Linked DNA regions of Mus musculus: region 2 is linked to region 1. The links are chromatin contacts, called in public Hi-C maps. All regions are on one chromosome and are shown on one strand. The core of a region is the stretch at or near the end of the contact, and the rest is flanking DNA. Distances in the headings are between cores, read along the strand shown.

Region 1 (5,141 bases), core at 2,529-5,028:
TGAGTGCTCCCTGCTTCTGACTGGTTTTGACCAGCTTCCTTTCCCAGGGGTCTGCCTCACTTCTCTGGGACTTCATCTCAGTGAGTTAAGTCTGTATCTCGCAGTGCTGCTCCGGGTAGCTGATCACAGGGGAGCCGGGCCTGACTTAGCTCTCAGCCATGGTAGAACCGTAGCCCGTCTGCTAAGCGGTACCTCAGCCAGGCTCGCTTTAAGCAGACTTCCTCACATCTCTCCACTGGAGTTTAGCTTGGGAGACTGAAGAAACTGGGTTCACAAATGATGTCTGAGGTCCCTCCCAGCCTGACCGAGAGACTCACCCACTCGTGGTTCTGAGTGGTCCATGGAGAAGGGGGGGTCATGAAAGAGAGAGAGCCAGGTTCCACGGGCGAGAAGGAAAAGAATGCTTGGGAAGAGTGACAGTTCAATTTGAATTCCTTCCCTTCCCTTCTGCCCAAGGACTCCAAGCCCTTAGTGGAAGGGTCACAAAAGTGGTCAAATATTGATGCCCTGCTTTGAAAATGATCTCTTACTGGCTGCCACCCGTGATGTGTCAGGCACTGGCCAAGGCTCCATGAAATAATTCCCATCTTTAGATTCGATGGCAGAGTAGAGGTGCTAAGTGTCTTTCACCACCAGGCCACTCACTCCCAGTGAGTTGCCACCTTACAGTTCACAGCGCCTCTGCCTCAGTGCTGTCATTAGACCTCTGTATGCTGTCAAAGTTCCCAGGCATTCCCTCCATTACCATTACCATTACTATTTCTATTTCTACTATTGTTGCTATAACTACTACTACTACCACTACTACTACCACTACTACTACTACTACTACTACTACTACTACTACTACTACCACTACCACTACTACCACTACCACTACTACTACCACCACTACTACTACTACCACTACTACTACTATTACTACTACTATTACTATTGAGTCAAGGTCTCACTTTGTAGCCCTGGCTGGTGGGGAATTCTCTATGTAGTAGACCAGGCTGACTTCTGCTTCCCCCAGTGTTGGATCAAAGATGTCTGCCATCATACCCACTTCCCTCCACAGTTCTTACCCCCACTATAATCAGATAGTTAGCTTCTAGCTTCTGTCTTCCTGCCTACTGGATGGAATTCCACAGGGACAGGGACCATGTGAGTTTTATTCCCTGCACCCAGAGTGGGAGCAGGATGTGAACCCAGATCTCTGTGGCTCTGACAGACCTGGCCTTGCAGGGCTCACTGTAGAGAGTCTCCTGTAGCTACTGGCCCATCAGGAGGGCTTTGAGCAGTCTCGCCAGAAGTAACTGGTAGTAGCACCTCCTGGCTCTGTTTTTCCCCAAAGATGTCTGTAAAATAATTAGTGATGATGGATCCCCCTGGGTCACTGGGCATGGAAAAAGAAGAGGAATCACTTCCTTTATGAGTTTATGCAAGTGTCCTTGTAGCTATTTAGCACGGCATCTTCATGTCCTTCCTCACCCATTCCATCAAGGGTGGTGAGTAAGAATCCGCTCAGTAGGGGATCTAGGTCATTGGGAATGAGTGGGTGAGAATCGAGGGAGAAAAAGCAAAGACATGACAACTTTTAGGGAAGTGAAAATAAAACCCTAATGTGGAAACAACTGAAAATAGATGGTGGGATGTCGGGATGTCGGGCTGCATGCAAATCCAATGCTAATTACATGGAAATTGATGACTCCACCTGCCTTCCTGGGACCCTCAGGGAGCCCCTGCTGCAGGCATCTTTCCTACGCCACATAGATAGCCATGGAGGGAAGGCAAACTCTGATGTCGCCCCTGCCCACTCCACCCTCTTGAGAAGAGCTGAGGGGAAGGCTAAAAATACTAACAATAGATATTTGATTTCTCTTCGCAGACAAAAAGCTCTGGCATCCACGGGAGGAAGAAGCGTTCAGGCAGCATGTGACTGGTTGGTATGAAATAAATAAATTGAGAAACTAGCATGTAATTAACTCTGAGTGTCTGTGATGAGTGCGGGTGTGCAGTCTTTTTCTACTGGACCCTTCCTGGAGGGGAAGAGACAGGCCCATTTATCAAGCTGACTGCCTCCTCTGCCCTGGCCCCAGGGTGTGTGTATCTCCTTGGATCTGTTTAAAGGCTTTCAAAATCCTCCCAGATAGAGGCTCCCATTATCTGAGGTCTGCCAGTCACCTCAAGATTCGCTGTGCACTGTGGATGCTGAGCTGGCCAATTGAGAAAAATGTCTCACTCGTTTACCAGGATGTCATTCCCTGGGAGAAGCCCACAGGCCACCCTCCTGGACCTTCCTTCTGCTTTGGAGGCGTAAGAGCTCCGGAGTAGACTGAGCTGGAGGACGGAGTGTGTGCAAGGAAACTCCTCTGTGGGGAAGAGATTTGGAGTTAACCCAAGGATGCTTCCTGGAGAGCGGCTTGGGTTTTTTTTTTAGGGAGTTGTGGGATGGGGAGAACAGAAGCCTCTCCATCTGAGAGTTGGTTGGGTGTGTAAGCTTCAAAGGATGGATTCTTATAGCACAAATGGAAGCCCTTCTCCCTGTGGTCCTGGGGTGGGAAACCTCTTCCCTTCCTCCTCATCCATTGTCCTCCCAGCAAGGCCTTCTTGTCTCTCTTATCTCCCACAGGTTGTTCTCCCATGTGGGTGACCCCTTCCTGGATGACCCCCTGCCTCGGGAGTATGTCCTCTACCTCCGCCCGACAGGGCCATTAGCCCAGAAGCTCTCTGACTTCTGGCAGCAGTCCAAGCAGATCTGCGGGAAGAACAAGGCCCACAACATCTTCCCCCACATCACTCTCTGCCAGTTCTTCATGGTGAGCCACATTGCACTCCCTGTCTCCCCAGTGTCTCAGCCAGCCCCTGAGGACCGGAACTGAAGATCGGAGCTTTTCTGGAAGACCAAGGAGATATTTAGGATCTCCCAGCACTGGGTGGACCTCCCAGGGGTCAGTGTGGTTCACAGTGAAGGCCTCACCTTACTTTCAGTCTTCTGGCATCGGCTGAGGCCCTAGAACATCGGGGTTCAGTGCATGAGGACAGTGATATACTTCTACAACTGGAAGGATAGATAAGCCTGACCCTTGGTGGGTAGAAATCTGGCCTGTCAGCCATTGATGTAGCTTCTTCATGTGTGTTTACTGTCTATTCACTCCACTCTTAGGATAGGAATATCAGTGTGAGTGTGTGTGTGTGTGTGTGTGTGTGTGTGTGTGTGTGTGTGTGTGTGTGTGTGTGTGTGTGAATGCACACATGAGCACCTTATCCAACTCAGATGTAATTTCTCAGAAGCCATCCATCCACCTTGTAGTCTAGCCTGAAACTCACTAAGGAGTCCAGGCAGGCTGAATGGCCAGTAAGCCCCAGAGATATCCCCAGTCTCGCCTCCCTGATCCTTGGATCGATCACAAGCGCATGCTACCACACCTAGCTTTTTTTTAGGTGGTCCCGGGCTTTGAACTCACATCCTCGTGCTTGTATGGTGTAGACTCCAAGTGAGCTTCACTTCTTCCTGTTTATTTTTGAGACAGAGCCTCATAGCCCAGGCTAGCTTGAAGCTTGCTACATCACTGAGGACAACAGGAAGCTCCTGATCATCCTCCTGCCTCAACCTCCCCAGTAGTGTGATTATAGGCATGTACCACCATGCCTGGCCAACTCTCTGGGTGGGGAGGGGAAGGAACGGAGAGAGTAGGGATCACGATAAGTGGCTTACAGACAGGAAAAGCCACTTCCCTCGCGTGATATCAGCATGAGGTCTTACTAGAGTTTTCTAGAGACTGAGAGATAACTCTCTCCTGCCACAGTTCCTCATCCACGCCCTAGCTGTGGGAAAGCTTGCTTACAGGCTAAGGCAATCCTCCACAGCACAACAGCTGAAGCATCCATCCCTTACCTCCACCCCCACAGTGGTGCAGTTGACTTCACACGGACTTCACAATGCAGGATGGTAGCCTTTTAAAACGATTTTCAAAAATATATTTTGCTTTGGTTTCCCCCCCCCCCTTCTGGATAGAATTCTCACTTCGTGTGTGTCTCAGGTAAATAACATGTTCCTAACACCTTGTCTCTAGCAACTCACTCTGAAAATTAAATTGATTATCACTTCCTCTGAATCATCCCAGGATCTTGCAGGAAAGCAGTTAGGGTTTAGAGACACTCATGCTTCCTCCCAACCCGCCGAAGAGGGTAGGTGGATGATGTCACCGCTCCACAGCCTCATTCTTTCTTCTTCCAAAGCATCATGGGAATGGTGATGAAGACAGCAGCTGTCTGAGGAGCAGCTGAAAGAGTGCTAGAGGCTGTGTTCCTACTTCTTTGTTTGTCTACCCCCACCCCCAATCTCCCCACTCCTCCTTCTCCTCTCCCTGGTCCTCCTTTGAATCTCAGATACCTTATTCTCTAGAAACAGGGCCTCTAGTTGAACTGGAACCTCACTTTGGGGGACGGGGGGAACAGGCTGACTGACTAAGTGAGCTATTGGGTTCCAACTACCTCAAATTTCCTGTGTTGCGCTAACAAACACCAACATGATGGTTCACTACTGTCTATAACTACAGCTCCAGGAGACTCAACACAATATACCTCCAGGGTGCCATGCCTAGAATTAAAACTCCCGACCCCATGCTTCCAAAGCAAGCTCCCACTCGCATTGATTCATCTCCCTAGCCTGCCTTTTTGGCAGGTGCAGGTGCAGGGGGCAGAGTCTCAAGTCTCCCAGTCTAACCTGGAACTCAGTCAAGCTGAGCATGACCTTGAACTACTGATCTTCCCACCTTCGCTTTCTTTCTCAGTACTGAGTTTGTAGATGTGACCTCACCACATCTGAAATATTTCTCCCCGCACAGTTTTATGTGGGGCTGGAGATGGAAGCCTTCACTTCCTGCATGCTAGGCAAGCACTCTACCAACTCTGCGACGCCCTCTGCTCCGCCCTCCAGATTATGGTTACATTTTGTTTTAAGTTTATAGGTGTAGGTCTGTGCACTAGTCCCATGCCTGGTACACACGGAGGCCAGAGAAGGGTGTTGAGTGCCCTGGAATTGTAGTGAGAGAGCCTTGTGAACCATCATGTAGGTGCTGGGAGCTAAATGTGGGCCCTCAGCAAGAACAGTATCTTAGAGTTTTACTGCTGTGAACAGACACCATGACCAA
Region 2 (4,830 bases), core at 2,010-4,509, 88 kb before region 1:
CACAGAGCTGGTTCTCTCCCTTCTCCCTTCTCAGGAATGATCTATGGCCAGGAGTGGCCTATATAGGTACTCACTAGCCAATACACACACACACACACACACACACACACACACACACACACACACACACACACACACACACGAAGGACACTTCAGGGCTGAGACCTGACATCTGTGGAGGCTCATGTTTACATCCCAGCTGATTTTCAGGTCCTACCTACAAGCTGGCTTCCACAGGGGTCCTGTGCTGATATATATATCAGCACTTTGGAGACCCTGAGGATCAGAAGTACAAATTCAGCCTAGAACACATGAGACCATATCTAAGAACAAAACAACAACAACTAAATAAATAATAAAAAAAAACCTGTAAAGTTGAGCCTTCTGGCACAGACCCTCATCCCAGCACAGAGGACACTGACTACAGCAGAAGAATGGTGAGTTCAAGGCTAGCCTGTGCTGCATGGTGAGACCCTGTCTCAAGAAAACAAAGCAAGCAAGCAAACAAACAAAAGCCAAGGACTGGGAGTGTAGCTTAGTGGGGGAGCACTTGCCTAGCATGCACAAGGTCCTGGGTTTGAGCTCCCATTTAGCAGAAGCAAGGAGAGAACAAGAACAAACCCAGAATCCATGACACGTTGGCTGGGTTGAGCGCAGGACCCCTGTGGAAGCCAGCTTGTAGGTGGGACCTGAAAATCAGCTGGGACGTAAACATGAGCCTCCAGAGATGTCAGGTCTCAGCCCTGAAGTGTCCTTCATACCTCAGGAAGTTTTTATCCCAGTGGAAGTCCACAACAGTACCCACAGAAGGCTGAAAGAAAGCTGTGCCCCCTTGCCTTTCAGGCACTGCAAAGCTCTCAACCTCACTTCACCTATCACTCATGGCAGGAGGAGCTATGTGCAGGAGCCAGGGAGGTCACCCTGGCAGGACTTGGGTCTAGACAAGTGTGAAGCGTGCCAGTGCTTTGATCCTCAGGAGACCTGGACTTACAGAGAACTTTGTACAGTGACAGGCAGCTGGCCTCGAGGATGCTGAAGTTGAATGTTAGGGCATGGAGTTGTAATGGGTTTTGTTGTCTGGTTTTTTAATTTCTTCCCTTTCCATCTTCTGTAGCCTAGGGAACTGCTCCTTGTATCTTCTGAGTTGTCTGCAAATAGTAACGTGGGGTTACAGCTGTTTAGTTTGGAGAATGCTTGACAAGATAAGGAAAAAGGCAGGGCAGAGAGAGTCGGTTAGTTCAACAAAGAATCACTAAGCCTGACAGGTACCCAAGATTTTGCTGTGTTGGCAGTATGAATACAAAGAGGAGTAAGTCCCAGCCTCTGACTACAAGAAGCAGATGACTTTGATATGTGATACGATCGAGCAAGGGGAGGGTATCTCTAATCTGTGGGCTGCCATGTGAACATAGGAAGCTTATCAGAGGACTTTCATGGGGAGGTTATCATTGTGAGGGGCAGAATCAGGTCTTAGTTCACAAGGACAAACAACCTTGAAAAACCAGTGGCACAAAGATACATTCTATTTCTTGAGGCTTCATGTTCATGCTCTGGCTTCTGTTGAACATGGGTGACTTTCTGACTGATATCCTGGGAAACCTCAAGCATTCTACTTTGGACTTAGAAACAAGTCACAGGGAACATGCTGGCCTACCCCGGGCTGCAAGGCCTATAGAGATGAAGGTCTCCTTTAGTGGTCCAGTTAGCTTCTTCCTCATGCACCCTTCCCAGGGCTGTCTCTGCACAAGGCTGAAGCATGTACAATGATGGGAGGCTAGCCAGGGCCTCAGCAGAGGTCGTCTTGAGCATCTGTATGCAGACCAATCTCCCATGGCTGAAGTAGTCCTGCTGTGACTGTTTTCTACACATGTGACAGGGAATGGGGACTTGGAGCTAGAGAGTTGGGCATGGGTGCTTCTCAGGCAGTAGTGAAAAGGATAGCTCAGGGTGACTGAGCCAGGGTATTGGTTTATCTCTGATAAAGAAGAAAGTGAACTGTCAAGCTGATAAGATTGGGAATTAGAACCCCCAAGGCTCCTAAGGATGGCTTGGAAGTCCTGATGGAACTGAGGTGTGTGTGAGATTTTCAACAGTAAGAGGAACAGCTGTAGATCAGCCTTGAACTCATTTTGAGAGAAAATTCTAGAAAGGATAAAGTTGTCACTGTAATTTCTGAGGATGGGGTGGATGAGTATAACAGCACTTATTTTTAGTAACAGGTCCAAGACCATTTCTCCTTTTGGTCCTCTTAGCTCTGGGGTTGCTTTTTTTATAGAGGCTATTTCTTCCTCAGACTAGACAGATCAGGATAAAGGTACAGAAGTCTCCCCAGGGGTTCTGTGGTCATCTGAGCTTTTCCCTGGACCTCTGCCACAGCACAGAACATCATTTTACCTTGTTTGTCTATTTGCTTGCTTGCTTGCTTGCTTGCTTGTTTCTGAGATAGGGTCTCATGTAGCCCAAGCTGGTCTCAAACTCATATTGTAGCCAAGGATGACTTTGGAGTTCTGGTCTACCTCCCTCCACCTTCCAAAATGCTAGGAGTGTAAAAATATGACACCACACTTGGTTTATGTGGTGTTGGGGATGAAACCTAATGCTTTGTGCACACTAGGCAGGACCCCAAGCAGCCGAGCCTGGTGCACCCTCTCAGAGCTCCTTGTCAGATGTCCAGAATGCTCTCTTCCTTCTTTATGTTAATTTCATGCTATAGCTTTTCATGGTGGTTGTTCATTTATTTTTAACACACACTTATTTGGTGTGCATAGTACTAGGATCTAAAAGAAACAAAGACAAATAAAAAGTGGCCTCTGCCTTCTTAGTACTCCCAGTCATGTGGGGACAAGAAAAAAATTAAATATAAAAGAGAGAGGAAAGATTAGATGGCTTGGAAACAGAGATGTGAGTGGAGCTGTGGAGTCATTCAGGAGCTAGGGAGGTGATGGTGGTGGGGTCTTTGTTTCTCCCCAAAGAGCTAAAAACACATTCATATTGTTTTCTGGGAGGACACACATTCACATGCACACACACACACACACACACTCAGAGACAGAGACAGAGACAGAGAGACAGACAGAGACAGACACAGAGACAGAGACAGAGACAGACACAGACACAGACACAGAGAAAGAGCAAGCGCTAGCGAGAGCTCAGAATCTTATATATGCTAAGCAAGCCCTTTACTGCTGAGCTCCACCCTTAGTGTCACCAGCATTATGTGCCATCCCCCAGCATCAGCTCCCTTTGAGCCCAGCCCTAACTTACTGCAAAAGCCCATCAGTGTTCATGACCCCTGTTTACAAATGAGGAAGTAGAATTCAAAGGGGCTGTCAGGCATGCCTTGTGAATTTAGGGACATCCCTGGTCTTTAACCCAAGTTTTCTTGGCTCTGAACTTTGCCTTACACTTCTGGTTTCATGGCTTTGGTTTTGGCTTGGATGGTTTATTTTTGTTCCTGGATCACAGCTTTAAACTCACACAACGAGCTCCCACACGCTCACTGGCAAACAAACCTTCCTGGCAACACAGCCAGCTGCTGTTTCCCGTGTTTAGAGACCACATTGCAGGGAAGTGTTTTAAGGGCTGTTTTGAGTGTTGTGTCTGCTCCTCCATGCAGACGTGTAGATGCCACTTCAGAGAGAGAAGAAGGTGACATGGATGCTTGGTGTTCTGTGGCAGCTCTCAGGGGCTGGAAGATTTGTATATGAGGATGAGCTCAGAGCCTTTGTTCTGTGTGGAGTGAAACCATGGAGTTTATGAAGCCAGTGGATTCTGAGGTCAGAGTTCCTGAACTTCTCTGACCCTGGGTATGACAGTTTATGTCTGCATTGCCCATCTGCGTGACAAGTTCTCCAAAACTGCAGATCGTATCTCTGGAAAGTCCAGTGTAGCACAGATCCACTAGCCCCTCTCAGAGATAAATAGGGTGTTTTCTGCCCCAATAGATCCCAGATACAGGGTAGTTACAAAGCCAGGGGATTGCATGCTGAAAAGGGGCACCTTCTCTACTTTTCATCTTGGAGCAACAAAGAATCCAAAACTTACTAAATAAAGACAGATGATAGCTCATGTTTGTTGTGGTCCTACTACGTGCTACTTTATGTCTTTCTCGATCCCAAACCAAGTAGTAACAAGCATTCTTATTCTGCAAATGAGAAAGCCATATGCAAAGATATCCAACTAGGAAGTGTTTATGTGAATGTACCTTTTGGGGGGAGGGGATGTTGGTTTTTCAAGACAGGGATTCTCTATGGAGCCCTGGCTGTCCTGAAACTCTACAGATCAGGCTGGCCTCGAACTCAGAAATCCACCACCACAGCCAGATCATGGCTATACTCTTAACCCACCAGGTTTTGGAGCCCCTTGTTATTTGTTAGCATTTGCTATTCCACATTCTACTTCACCCTGCCTAGAAAGCCCTTTGAAGCTTTGCATACCAACATTTCTTGCTATTGAGTAGTCTTCCCTTTCTTCCCCTGGGCTCCCTTCTGTGTTTCTGGGATGACTGTCAATCAGGAGTTAATCACAGTCTGGCTACCATTTTGCTTTCCTTTGAATCCACCTTCCACAGGTACTGTACAGTTTAGCTGCCATGGCCTTCTCAAGGACCTGTCCTTTTAGCACCTTGGGGCCCTGCTGCTCAAATGTATCGCTAAAGCAATGACTGTCTTCTTTCTGGGTGCATTTTTCTGTTTTTAGTGAGACCACCTGTTCATTTGCTTTGCTTATTGAGCTGTGTAACAAATAGACCCTGAACGTCAAGCTTGTGATCTTTCCGCCTCGGACTCTGCATTGCCAGGATTGTAGGCCTGTGATATCACACCCTGGTTG

The links. Hi-C and Micro-C count contacts between places; a contact is called where the count stands out from the background.
Region 2: a contact with region 1 is called in a Hi-C map of bone marrow-derived macrophages, with 49 read pairs. The contact joins two enhancer-like sites. A contact is called at or near these places in 2 of 15 datasets of contacts at CTCF or cohesin (CD8 T cells and large pre-B cells), 4 of 484 Hi-C or Micro-C datasets (bone marrow-derived macrophages, erythroblasts, nephron progenitors and 1 more) and 10 of 115 datasets of contacts at active chromatin or transcription factors (CD4 T cells, the HPC-7 cell line, bone marrow-derived dendritic cells and 7 more).

What each region holds. Positions count from the first base shown.
Region 1 is chr9:41,048,103-41,053,243 of GRCm38.p6, reverse strand. It overlaps Ubash3b (ubiquitin associated and SH3 domain containing, B), which reads left to right. Exons shown (of 14, transcript NM_176860.6): 2 at 1,874-1,927; 3 at 2,618-2,804. Among named protein-coding and RNA genes, the nearest start is that of Crtam, 46 kb to the right of the region's middle. Within about 2 kb of position 3,778, at least 37 of the 459 cell types and tissues checked have an H3K27ac peak or open chromatin away from gene starts, as enhancers often do. A contact at or near this core is called in bone marrow-derived macrophages and microglia, where this site is marked.
Region 2 is chr9:41,135,715-41,140,544 of GRCm38.p6, reverse strand. The region is part of intron 1 of Ubash3b (ubiquitin associated and SH3 domain containing, B); the gene reads left to right. Among named protein-coding and RNA genes, the nearest start is that of Ubash3b, 20 kb to the left of the region's middle. Within about 2 kb of position 3,259, at least 64 of the 459 cell types and tissues checked have an H3K27ac peak or open chromatin away from gene starts, as enhancers often do. A contact at or near this core is called in bone marrow-derived macrophages and microglia, where this site is marked.